Regions from separate parts of the Rattus norvegicus genome. Here region 2 is linked to region 1. A link is a contact called in public Hi-C data. All regions are on one chromosome and are shown on one strand. The core of a region is the stretch at or near the end of the contact, and the rest is flanking DNA. Distances in the headings are between cores, read along the strand shown.

The links. A called contact is a pair of places that touch in the nucleus more often than the background predicts.
Region 2: a contact with region 1 is called in a Hi-C map of liver, with 1.7 times the contacts expected there. The contact joins the promoter of Dll1 here to the enhancer-like site in region 1. A contact is called at or near these places in 4 of 12 Hi-C or Micro-C datasets (hepatocytes, kidney, liver and 1 more).

Annotation. Positions count from the first base shown.
Region 1 is chr1:64,893,050-64,899,104 of GRCr8, forward strand. No RefSeq gene overlaps it. Among named protein-coding and RNA genes, the nearest start is that of Dll1, 97 kb to the right of the region's middle. Within about 2 kb of position 3,097, at least 18 of the 93 cell types and tissues checked have an H3K27ac peak or open chromatin away from gene starts, as enhancers often do. A contact at or near this core is called in kidney and liver, where this site is marked.
Region 2 is chr1:64,990,504-64,996,954 of GRCr8, forward strand. It overlaps Dll1 (delta like canonical Notch ligand 1), which reads right to left and starts at 2,771. Exons shown (of 11, transcript NM_032063.3): 1 at 2,434-2,771; 2 at 1,914-2,207; 3 at 1,172-1,232; 4 at 711-968. The coding sequence starts at 2,487. It also overlaps a transcript of Fam120b not described here.

The DNA.
Region 1 (6,055 bases), core at 1,847-4,346:
AAGATGGGATATTTCCAGGCAAACCAGAAGACACCATTCTGAGCTGAGTATATCCCCAGACGTGTATTCCTGCTAACCAGGGACCATGTGATGGTCAGGAGACACAGAAATCAGAATCATCTCTGCTGGAATAGGGGTTCAGTCCTCAAGGCTGGGAAGATGGTGAGAAGGTGCCTGGGAGGGGATACCTTTGTACCCCATTTTGGGAAGAGGAGATCGTGCAACGGCCTGGGATTCACCCGTGTTGTTGTATACCTCATGCAGGAGGCAGTTGATTTCAGTTCCAGGCTGGCTTCACTCTAGGAGTAAATCAGAGAGGTTGTACACCAGTTAAAAAGACCACTAACACTCCCATGTTGAGAGGCTAACAGACTAACCAGAATCACTTTCTAGCAAGAGTTTGAGCAGACTTACTCTCCTTGGCAATCTATCTAATAATAACCTTCAAAATATTAAATGCTCAGTGTTTTTTTTTAAATCTAACCATTTTGCTTCTAGAACTTGATAGTGTGCACAAACTGAGCAAAGGATATGAGACGTATATTTGTGTGCTATTGTTTTTAAGAGTGGAAACAAGTAAACAAAACAGATGAAGTATAATGTCACCTTAGGGATTTTTTTATAAGTGTTAAAATTTTCAAAGGCTGCTCGCAGAGGAAAGGCAATTTGATTACAATGCTTAGCAAGCATCATTCCTGTAAAATAAATAATGTGTATTTTATGCCTGGGGAAAACTCTAACACAGCTCATACCTGTTATTCATAATGACTTGGGGGGAGGTATACTGGCATTCTGTTTTCTTTCAAAGTAACTTAAGTATTTTTTATAAAGAGCACGCATTATTACTACAGGCAGAGAAACACAAAATAACCGTGGTATAGAATACATTGCATAAGTGAGGCTGTTTACAGTAAACAGTTTACTTGTAATCCACAATTAATGTTGTTTGTATTTTGTATACATATTAAAAATTCTAGAAGGCCATGTAGGCTGGCAACTTGACACTGACTAGAGTCATTTTGGAAGAGGGGAAACTCAATTGAGAAAATGCCCCCACCAGATTGACTTGTAGTGTACATTTTTCATTAACGATAGATGTGAGAAGGTGGATGTGTTAGCTCATAGGGTACGTCTCTGCTTTCTAGATATACGTTTACAGTGGGTGGTGCTACCCCTGGACAAGTAGCCATAGAATGTATAAGAAAGCAGGCTGAATAAACCATGAGGACAAACCAGTACGCATCATTCCTCCATGGCTCCTGCTTAAGTTCTTGCCTTTGCTCCCGCTTTGACAGCTCTGGATAAGAGACTACAGCCTCTCTTCTCTCCAAGCTGCTGTGTTTTATCAGAGCAGTAGCAACCTAAGACCACATGCAACATTCCAGAATTACTCTTGCCTGTAGGATAAAACTTTGGAGAAGGGTATGAGTTAGTTTGAAATGATCCTGTGTTATTGGAAATATAATACCTGGGCAATTATACTTCACAAGTCTGAATTCACAGGCTTTTTTTTTGTTGCTGTTTTTCTGTTCCATAAACAAAGTCACTGAAAGTTGTACACTGTACATTTTTCCAATGAACTCTGAAAGAGGTATTTCATTTGAATGAATACAAGGAGTGCCATTTTTCCTGGCTGCATACCCCACTAAGATCTAGCTCCCACTAAGGTAGATAGGGCAAGAGAGGTTTTATGTACAAGTCACAGTGCAGGTTTGCCTGAGCATACACTGTATACATATATGTAGGAAGCAAATACTTAACACTGTGAGCTAACACACTCATCAGAAACATACACAGGTATCTATTTCTGGAGAGGGAAGAAACTGAATATGGATGGAGTTCTGGTCTTGGACCAAACTTAACAGGCAGACAGCATTCAATGTGGTAGGGACTGTGAGAGTGGTGTGTAACTCAGAGAGGCTCCTTCAGGGAATAAATGCATGGTGGAGTTCCATCACCAGGAGTTCCAACTCATCTGTCCTCCAAAATGGCCCTTCTATGGCCTTGCCTCTTGCCATGGGGCAGCTCTCACAGCCAGGGCTGCCAAATGCTCTGCCTCCCACATCTCGACAGCTATGGGGGTCCAACTTTTCCCACCTCAGCTCTACTTCTCATCTTTGATGCCCGAACCTAGGTTGCCTTTTATTTACAACTCGAGACTCTACTTCCCCACAAATAGTGCCTCCAGTCTTTGGTATCAGGGAAGGTGGCCACCAAGGTAAGTCTTATGCCCAGTGAGTACAGGACAGGCTTCACCAGGGTCTCCACGTGGAGGCACAAATGTGAAGACACTGGATGAGTTACAACAAAAATGTGCCTATGTCAGAATCTAAGGAACCCACTTCCCACCTGCCCAAACCCTGGCTGAGCAAGGTGACAAATGTCTGGGCTGTTTCATTTGGTGACAGAGACTGAGACCAGAGAAGTTAAGATGAAGTCACATGGCCGTGCACGACTGGCAGCACGCACAGTGCTCTTTCCAGGGAACAAGAGAAACTAAAATGAACTTGATCAGAAAGATGAAACCACCTGCGGAGCTGAGGCAGAGGAATAGCCACCACAGAGGCTCTTGCTCATGAGGTATGATCCCATGTTCCCAGCAAGAGTGGGCTACCATATTTGAGGAACAAAACAATACAATACAGAAGAAAAGACAGGCATTGGTCCTCAGCACCCAGAGCAGGAACAGGACACAGACACGGCAACCTCGTTCACCTGTTCCTCCTCCCCACACACCAGGCTATAGAAATACCCAAGGTCCGATTGGTTCTAGACATTAAGCTAAATTCTGACTCCTTGGCAGAGTGCTTCCTGCACTGCTATTTGTTCCTGCCTGTGAAAGGACACCTTGGGAATCCTCCTGCAGTGAGGAAGGAGCTGGAAGGCCAGGGGTGGCTGTGTGCCACAGCTCTCCTGGCCAGAACTTTGCCTGCCTTACCCTGGCAGGAGGGCCTGAACACTATTTTCTATTTATGGTGAGCCAGTGACTAGCCAGCTGTGCAAGGCATGTGGGAGCTGGGAGCTCCAGCCTTAGCCTGGATCGGCTGGCCTGGCTTAAAGCCAGCTGGGTCTGTGAGTAGAACTGGCAACAGGCCCAGGAGCTACAGGCAGTCAGAAACTCCACCAGCTTAGCTGAACCATGTCCCTTCACCTCCCCACTCTCCTCCCTCACCCTGGCTGCTAGAAACACTATGGGGGCTCAATTCTTATGCCATTCAAAGACTAAGAGGCATATACCCCTGCATTCTGCATTCACATACCCTTGCTTGTTCCCAGGCCAGCGTTTCCACATTTTCATCATGTAACATGCCAGGTCATGGTGTCAGGTGTTAGTGACAGGCCCTCCGAGAGAATACAAGCCGCTCTGACATGGTATCAATGTCCCTGGGCCTCTAGGACAAACACACTCGTTGTAATAAACTAAAGTGGTAGCTCCAAGGAGTTTATAGGGCAGCCTTAATACCTGAGATGTCCCATGAAGGTGTACCCTAGCATTCTGGTACTGATGAGGTGGATGTTGCCCCAGAAATGGGTCAGAAAGAGAATCTAAGCCCAAACCAGAGCCTCTGGCACTGGGCTACCCTTCTAAAAGCACTGGTTAAAAATGCTTGCAAGTTTTCCCAGTGCAAACCTTGACTGGAGGCTATGTTGTTCCATAAAGAAGGGGTCTCGGAGTTCAAAGATGACAGGGGTGGGGGACACAGCCATAGGTGCCCAGATACCTATATATCTCTCCTAAAACCTTCCAACCACCTCTGGGCTGCCTCCCAACCATATGTCATCTTCCCACCAGACCTACAGTTTATGAAGCAACAGTCTGACATTTTGCTTGGGACCATGTGTGCCCCAAACCCCAGAAAAGTGAATCCATCTCAGACTTGGTCCTTGAATCCCCAGGATAACCTCTGAGTCTCACTCACCCTCTGCCTGGGCCTCCAGTGCGGCCCAAACACCTCATGCTCTACAGTAGGCTTTGCTTTCTTATCCCATGATGCATCTGAACAGTCATCCAAACCTGGTCACGGGAGCCTCGTCTGTGGACCCTGGGCCTTCTCTGGGATGCTTTGCTTCCCTTAGAAATCCTTGACTTCCTGCAGCTTCCAGAGCCTCTGCCTCTGCTCCCACATCTGCATGACCCTTGCAGATGTGTCTCCAGAGGACTGAGCACTATCAAGTGCTGAGGTCCCTCACTGGCCACCCATCAGAGCTTAGACTGGTGTGACTGGAAGCCACCCTCCCTGCCCTCGTCCTCCCATATGGCTCAAGAGGTTGAATAGGGCACAATACCCTGCCCTAACCCCCCCCCCAAACAAAGACAGAGTGCACTGTTCTCTGCTCAGGTAGAAGGTGCTCTCAGAACGTTAGTGGAGGGGCCTGTGCAGGACTGAAAAGGATGTCAGCATCTCAGGGTCTGGAGTTATAGGTGGTTGTGATCTGCCCAGCATGAGTGCTGGGAACCAAACTCTTCCCTTGCAAGACTCCTAACCATGGGTCCATCTCTTCAGGCCTCATGGTCAGTGAAATCATCCGCTGTGGCAGAAAAATAGAAACACTGAAAACCTCTACCTTTGATGTTAAGCACGTCATAGATCAGCCTCAGAAAGGAAGAGGGTTAGGCTTTGGGGAAGCAGAGCCAGGCGAGCTCCAAGGGCATGCATGATGACTCTCCCAATAAGGCCTACTCCCAAGGCCTGGGCTTGAGAACATGTTCTAGACCAAGAAAATGGCTGTGAGCCCAAAGAATGATGATCTGGACTGAAGTTCTAGAATAAGCTGCAGTCTCCATCAGCTACGTGGCTCAAAAGTCATGACATTCGGGTGAGTCTGAGCAGAAGTGTGGCTTCCAGGTATGGATAAGTCAGAAAGGAACTTCTCAAAGAGAGGAAGCACCCAAGGACAGTAGGAATGCAGACAGAAAGAGGCTCTGTGAAAGGACAATCCTCCTGGGGTTGCCTCGTCCTGAGATGGGCACTGTGGGGCTCTGACCATGACGGAGAACCAGGACTTAGTTTACACAGAGCAGCTGCCCCACAAGCAGGGTGGCTCCACTGGATATGGACACAACACAGAGACCCTCACCTCCAGAGGACACAAACTACAAAATACTCTTGTCTCAATAGTACCCTTGTCTTAGGGGGGCCAGGACCCTGAGAACACCTCCATATCAACTAGACACAGCTATGATAACACTGGACATAGAACACCTTCATCTCAGCTGGGCGGGGCCCTCAAAACAGCTTCTTATCAGTTCAACATGACCCTCGGAATCTGTATACCTCCAATGGACATAGCCATCCTTTAAACTTGACTGCACCTAGGGACCCTAAGTGTCTCATGCAGACATTTGCCCTGAGCATTATGTCAAAAGTCAGCAGGGTCTGAAAATCCAGTTGTCTACCTCTAGGTGTGCTTATGCGTGCTTGTGTGTCTGTGTGTGCATGTGTGTGTGTGTGTGTGTGTGTGTGCGTGCGTGTGTATGTGTGTGTATGTGTGCATGTGTGTACGTGTGCATGTGTGTATGTGTGCACGTGTGTGTGCGTGCGTGTGTGTGTATGTGTGCATGTGTGTACGTGTGCATGTGTGTACATGTGCACACGTGTGTGTGCGTGTGCGTGTGTGTGTGTGTGTGTGTGTGTGTGTGTGTGTGTGTGTAGGCCAATGTCCTGCAGTATTGGAGATGGGAAAAGCAAGCTAAACCCATTTTTTTTCTACAGTGTGTGGACCTATCCGATTTCTCTTCCTCTGAGCCAAGACCCTAATCCCAACCTGGCTTTGAACCTTTGTAAAATTTCCTCTCCATAAAGAAGATGGAGAGGGCCAAATACAAAGTCAGTCTTAACGGAAGAAAACAGAGATTTCACTTTTTAAAAAATTAGAAAATGAGACACCGAGGGAGCTAGAGGGCAGGAGCTGAGGGCAATCAGACCACCTGCACAGCTGTTCGTTCTTGACAAAGATGAGGCCAAATCCTCCTTAATGCTCACATTTTGTGGAGTTATAATTAGTGTCTCCAAATTACCTGGGACCCCAGCCATGGTGCAACATAATACTCAGC
Region 2 (6,451 bases), core at 1,521-4,020, 97 kb after region 1:
TGCCAATCCTACAGGTTGGCCTCAGATTACTGGAGAGAGGCCCCCTGAAGTGCCTATGAGCAGGAACCAGAGCAGAAGTCCTCCCTGTGGCCCTAGTACCCTGGTTTGCAAGAGGGTTATAGGACGTCAGTTACTGCTTTTCTTACAGACAGCGTGCTGTAAGCATTTACACAAGACAAGGTGACCCTCAGCTGTGTAGCCCTGCAGTCTACCTCAGCACACCTGCTAGTTTTGCACAGCCCCAAGGATTGAAGGCCTCCCCACAGGACAGGGCACACAGAGTACAGCACAGGGAATCTTTGGAAATAGATTTCTGTAGGCAGGTCAGGCACCCTAACTCTGTGGAGGAAAGGGAGGGCTTCCCAATGAGACATTGTTGCAACAAGGAGAACTGTTGGAAAATGAGCCCTCCACATCCCCTTTCTGCCCCTCCCTTCCTCTCTTCCCTTTCTAATACAAAGGCCCTAGGGAGAACACAGCCTTACTTCCTGACCCCTGGCCTTGTCTCTGAACTCCTCCCCGTGAAGAAAAGCAGCTTCCTACAGTGGACACAACGTCTCCCTTGTTAAAATGCCTGAATCCAGCCTAACTGCCATCGAGCCTTGCAAAAACACTTCTCTTTAGGCCTCAGTTTCCCCACTGGTCTATCTCTACCATCTCCTGTTGCTAAGTCCCATGTCTTTCCCCATAAATGGACCCAGAGGACTCACGGTCAGTGCAGTACTGGCCTTTCCAGCCAGGGTCGCACATCTTCTCCCCTCTCTCCCCGCAGGTGAAGTGGCCAAAGGCATCATCCCGCGGTCGGCAGAACACGGAGCAGCCTTCTCCATAGTAGTGTTCATCACACACAAACCGGTAAGAGTAGCGGAGGTCTGTGCGGCCGCTACTGTGAAGGTCCTGAGACCACTCTTCTCCCACAGTGAGGTGCCTCTGTGTGGTCAGGCGGCTGATGAGTCTTTCTGGGTTTTCTGGGAGAGAAGAAGCTCAGGTTGGTTCTGATAACACCCAAAAGCTAGGAACTGAGGACACTGCATGGATGCTGTCAAGCCAAGAACCCTTCTCTGAACTCCAGATGCAGAGCGAAGATAGCAGAGGACTGGGGTGAGTGGGTCAAGTAAACTGTGCATCGATGAAGAGAATGTATAGTTGAGGGAGGGGTTTGGAGCCTTACCTGTTGCGAGGTCGTCAGGAGAATCTGTGTGGAGGGCTTCAATGATCAGAGAGAAGGTACCCTAGGAAAAAGGGAGAGGATGCTTGATAAACCAGAAGTATGGAGGGGGGGAGGGAGGAGGAGGAGTTGGAGGACTAGGAGGGGGAGGAGGAGGAGTTGGAGGAGAGGCATTAAAGGGAACCAAGTACAGAGGCTCTCAGATCTCTGGATTGTGCCAATGAAGGTCAACTCATATCAGTTTCCTTAATAGGAAAATTTTAAAGAGTGTTTTTCCCATGAGTGTGGGTTTTTTAAAAAATGTTAATACAGGATATTGTGGTGTTTTTTTTTTTTTTTAAGAGAGAGTACTGAAACCAACAAGGTGGGGTGCTAGAAGAGGGCAGCTGTCATTAGTTTTCTGGGGATAGAACCTCGAGGGTAGCGAGCAGTCGCAGCACTGGGAGCGACCCAACCCAGGCCTAGGAGCTAGGGAACAAGAACTCTCCCAACTTTGGGGGGGGTGGGGGAAGCATTCGACCCTTGAGGTTTGTGAGAAATGCCCCGGGCTTGCAAAAGCTTCTGGTGTCCCACATCCCCTCCTCAACTGCCGGCCAGTTCCCAGAAAGAAGTCAAGACCCCAGGCGTGGCTTTGTGGGATTTCCCAACCCTTATCAGTGGCCCGTGCCTCCCTCCCACTGCCAGCCACCAGCCCGCCACCCCTACCCGGCCAGGCCCAGCGGAGTGCGCGCAGGTGCCCACTCACTGGCCAGGTGAATCCGAAGGGGAATCGGATGGGGTTGCTGAAGGCGGGGTCGATGCCTGCGCCATCAGGCAGGCTGAAGGAGTCGACACCCAGCACTGGCGTGACCGCACTGCCGTAGGTGCAGGGTGGCTCCGGGGACACGCTGGCCTGGTAATGCTTGAGGCATACGCGAAAGAAGGTCCTGCAGGCGCACGGCGGGCCAGAGCCCCCGCGGCAGCAGTTGCGGTTCCCCAGCAGCCCCTTCTTGTTGACGAACTCCTGCAGCTTCAGCTCAAATACGCCAGAGCTCCAGACCTGCGCGGGGAAGGGGCGTGAGGACGCGCCGGCGGCGGAGGGACCCGGGGCGCGCGGGCCCTTGCTAGGACGCAGAGGCCGAGCGCACCTCAGCGCCCATCCGGAGCCGCCCGCTGCCGGGCAGCTCTCGGGGTCATCGCTGCGGGAGTCACTTGGGGATGGACAGCTGATCCGCTTGTCCGACTCCCCTCCCTCCACCGCGCAGCAGCCCCGCCCGGCCCCCTACCTGGCACAGCAGGGCTGAGACCACGGCAAGGGCTAGCGCGCTCCGACGGCCCATGGTACCGCTGGACGCCCTTGCTCTCCTAGAGTATCCTCTTTTCTTTCTTCTTCAAAGACCCAGGGATGCCCGGAAAGTCTATGTGACCCGAGGAGCACTGGTGGAAAGGCGCCTCTCGGCTCCAGGTGTGATATCGGGCCAGGTCGCTTCAGGAGGGTGCGGTGCTACAGCTATGTCCCTGACAAGAGCTCTGCGAGGCACTGAGAAAGGACAACTTTCGGTTTCCTCTTCTTCTGGCTTCCAGTCCACGGGTAAGTGAGGGTCGCCTGCTTTCTGGTTTTGTCTTAAGCTTCTTCGCGGAGGGAAAGAGGAGAAAGGAGAGAAGACACAGAGGGAAGAGAGCCCAGATGTTCAGCTTAATTCCCAAGAGAGCTTGCAGTGGCTTCCTTCGCAGGCCTATTAGAGAGCGGCTGTCTGGAAATCCCACCGGTGAGGCGATAATCCGGGGCCCCGAGGGGCACGGTGGGAACGGGCTGGAGGTGGTGGCAAGGACTGCGGCGCGCGCCCTGGTTTCCCGGCCGGGCGTCACTCGGCGGCGGCTGCCGCTCCCAGAGTGTTCTAGACCGGTATCTCTTCCACTATCGCAAAGCCTCGCGTCTTCCTCAAGAATTCAGCCAATGCCATGCGAGAACACACACACCCAGGACCGGAGGCCGAAGCGTGGGAGGCTCCGTGCCGCACCGGTGCTCTCCCGTGACCTGCCTTGGTCAGACAGGGTAACCGCGGGTGCACGCCGGAGGATCTGGCCGGGGCTGGCGCCTGCCACCCTTAAATCCCGCCGGCCGCTCGCATAACTAATGAGATGCAAATGAGCAGCCCCCCAATCTGGCGAGAGCTGTCACAAAGGAGCCACTTTTCCAAACCCTCCTCTCAATGGATCGCCAAATGGTCAGTGAGCTGTAAAATGTGCAACCCTCCTCCCCGCCCCCACCTCCCCGCCCCCTAGTCCTCTCTGCCTCCGCCCTCGCCCCTTCGCCTCCCTCCCCCAGCGCAAAACCCGCTCATTTACATTCCTGCAAAACGTTCGGGGAGACGAACCGCTCTGCTCCCGGAGCTGGAGCTGAGGCCGCGTCGCCCACCGCCCCACCGCCACAGGCCCGAAGACCCTAGGCACGCTGGGCGGCCTGCGCCTCCCACTCGCGGTCACCGTTAGACTCGCTCGCAGGACGCGGCCTCCGGACTCTGGCGTCTCCAACACTGGCAGCCAAGGCTCTCCTCGTTTGTTCAGTCCTGGGGACTGAGGAACCGGGGAGAGGTTAGAGGCCCGCGTCCCCGCTGCTGCCCCTCCTCCCTGGCAGGCTCTTTCTAAGGAGGAGTCTCCCGGAGGCGGCGGGGGGCGGGGTGCCCGGTAGGAAAGGGACCCCTGAAGAGGTGGGCAAAGGGTGGCGAGAACGCCGCGGCAGTTTTGGGAAGTTTGGGGGAGGTTAGGCACGCTTTATACCTCTGGTCGAGGGTGGCAACTGAGCCTTGAAGAGTGCCAATGGGCTCGCGACCCCGGCCGGGCACCCCCAGAGACCGCAGTGTCCCAGAGCCCTAGTGTCTCCGTGTTGTCCACGATCACTGGAAATGGGGAATTCGGCTCCGGGCAGTGTATTCCCTAAGCCAGCAGAGCCAAAAGCTAAGCGAACCCTTCCACAGTGTACACACCCTCTCCCCGGAGATTTTCAACCACCACAACCTTCACTGGGGTCCGGTCCCACTCTCCTGGGTACTCCCCTCAGGCCTCCCTCGGCTTGGTAAAAAGTGAGTTTGGTGTGTGTCGTTCGCGTGGCTGTCATTAAGGCAGTCTGTTATTGTGCGAAGCTGAATCAGTGGCTCTTTGTGCGCTCAGCTGTATGGTAATGCAGACAGCACCTGCTCTCCGCACAATGCGGAGAGAAAGAGCTCCCCCTCCGCGCACGCCGCGGCCTCTGCGACAATGTCCGGCACATGTTTGAAAGACTCCCCCCACCTCACCCCCCAACACATAACCTTTACACAACCGTCACCTTATTAGGTTTTTACACATCCATCAGACATTAGAACTTTTGTTTTCATTTTTTAAAGGGAAATGAGTTTATTGGGAGGGCCCAGGACGCACGTATCACAATGAATTACCTAAACTGCTCCCCTGGTTACAAGCTCCAGAGAAAAGTCAATGGAGGTATAGACTCTGACTTAGCACCTAGCTTTGGGTTGAGCATACAATTAGCTGTGTATTCCCATCTTTGGAGGGGCCTCCTTACTCCACCCCCCAACACCTAGGCAGCTTCTTTAGAATCCCGAGGTGTGATTACTGGAGCTAATGTTGCTTTGATTGTAGCACAGCCCCCAGGGTGTACCTGACAGGTGTCCTCACTGTAGGTGTTGCTGTCCTGTTGGTGAGAATGAGCCCTATCCTAGAAGGTATCTTAGTCATTTAGGCCAGTATCTGGATCAGGATGTATAGAATGCACAGAAAGAGAGGAAAATCTTCCCACGCCCAGAGAAACACTAGTAACAAGAATCTAAGCAGTTACTTGGCAGAATCATCTGTGTTGGGCCATCTGGCAACTGAAATCACAGCTCCTTTTTCGGATGACCCAGCCTGGCTCCTGCTATCCTCTCTCCCAAACACTTTCAAAGTTTCAGAATCAACAGGAATCCGCACTTCAAGTTGTCGTCACTCATAAACAATCAAAGAGTTAACCAAAAACCATGTGTATGATACTCAAGGCTGAGGTGAGAAAAGTGGGCTGGATCCCACTTTAAAAAAAAACAAACCTGTTTATTATATAGAACAAACGGAGGCTTCAAAAGATACTGCCACCCCTATGGCACACCCCCATGGCAGTGGTGAAAACAGAGTCCCTGTCCTTTGTAAACTGTGTAGGGATTTGCTACATCACCACAAGGCTGGCCTAGCTTGAATCCTAACTTAATCTTGCCACCTAGTGTTGGGATTCCTTTTTTCACTACAGTGCTAATGCTAATGTTTCCTCAGAAAGTTACTTTCTGAGAACTGTGTTTCTCAGAGTTCAGAAGCTGCTCCCCGTTGAGGTTGGGAGTGGGACTCAGGTGAGAGAGGGGTTCCTACAGCAGAGGCCATTCAAAGAAGAAACAAGGTCAGATGCGGACTCCTCTGCGTCTTCGAGATTACAAGAAGAAATGAAATATCAGGAACCTTTTAATTAGAAAATGGTAGTGGAAACCAGGCTCGTTTGAATGCCTGTTTAGAAAACGGGAAATGAAAAGTCCCACGCGCAAGGGCTTAGACCTTGAGGGGGGTGGACTTGTCCCAAATCTTTAACAAACCCCCCTTAGTATTAAGTATTTGTTAAATTGACATGGCACAGATTTCTCGATTACAGTGGCAAAGCAGTTCTGAAAGGCATCGTAAAATCCATCAGAATCCTGCCCAAAGCATTCATTCTTTTCCAACTTAATTTATGCCACACCATTCTGTATTGGGGAAATCAAGCAGAAAGCTCTTTTTTTTCCCCTCCCTCCTACTCCTTCTGCTCTTCTTCTTCCTCCTCCTCATCCTCCTGTTTCCCCATTCTCAATCGTCCACCCCTAAGTTGGTTCCTATTCCCCTCTCTTTCAAACACAGAGCTAACGGGGAGACTGTTTAACTTCAGTGATTCTATAGGAGCCTGTTGTAGTTTAACTCCTGCGTACCAGGAGCTGAGAGGAACAAAGGACAGACTCGAGGTCCGGCTATTCATCCTTTCTTTGCACTTTAATTTTCATTGATTGGGAAGACAAGGGGAGCCCTTAGGGATTCGAGCTGGAGGGGGATGACACGCCTTTAGACGCCATCAGCCCCCTAGCCAGCCATCTGCTCTGAACCAAATGGCGTTTTTTCACTCCCTAACTGCATGTCTCTATACTCCCACAGCTAAGCACTCATAACCCCCCAAATGCAGGAGGGAGCTTAAGCCAGAGTATGTTAAATAGATTTGCCTGAATGTTGGCCTAGCCAACAGATTTCCCCTCCCCGCAC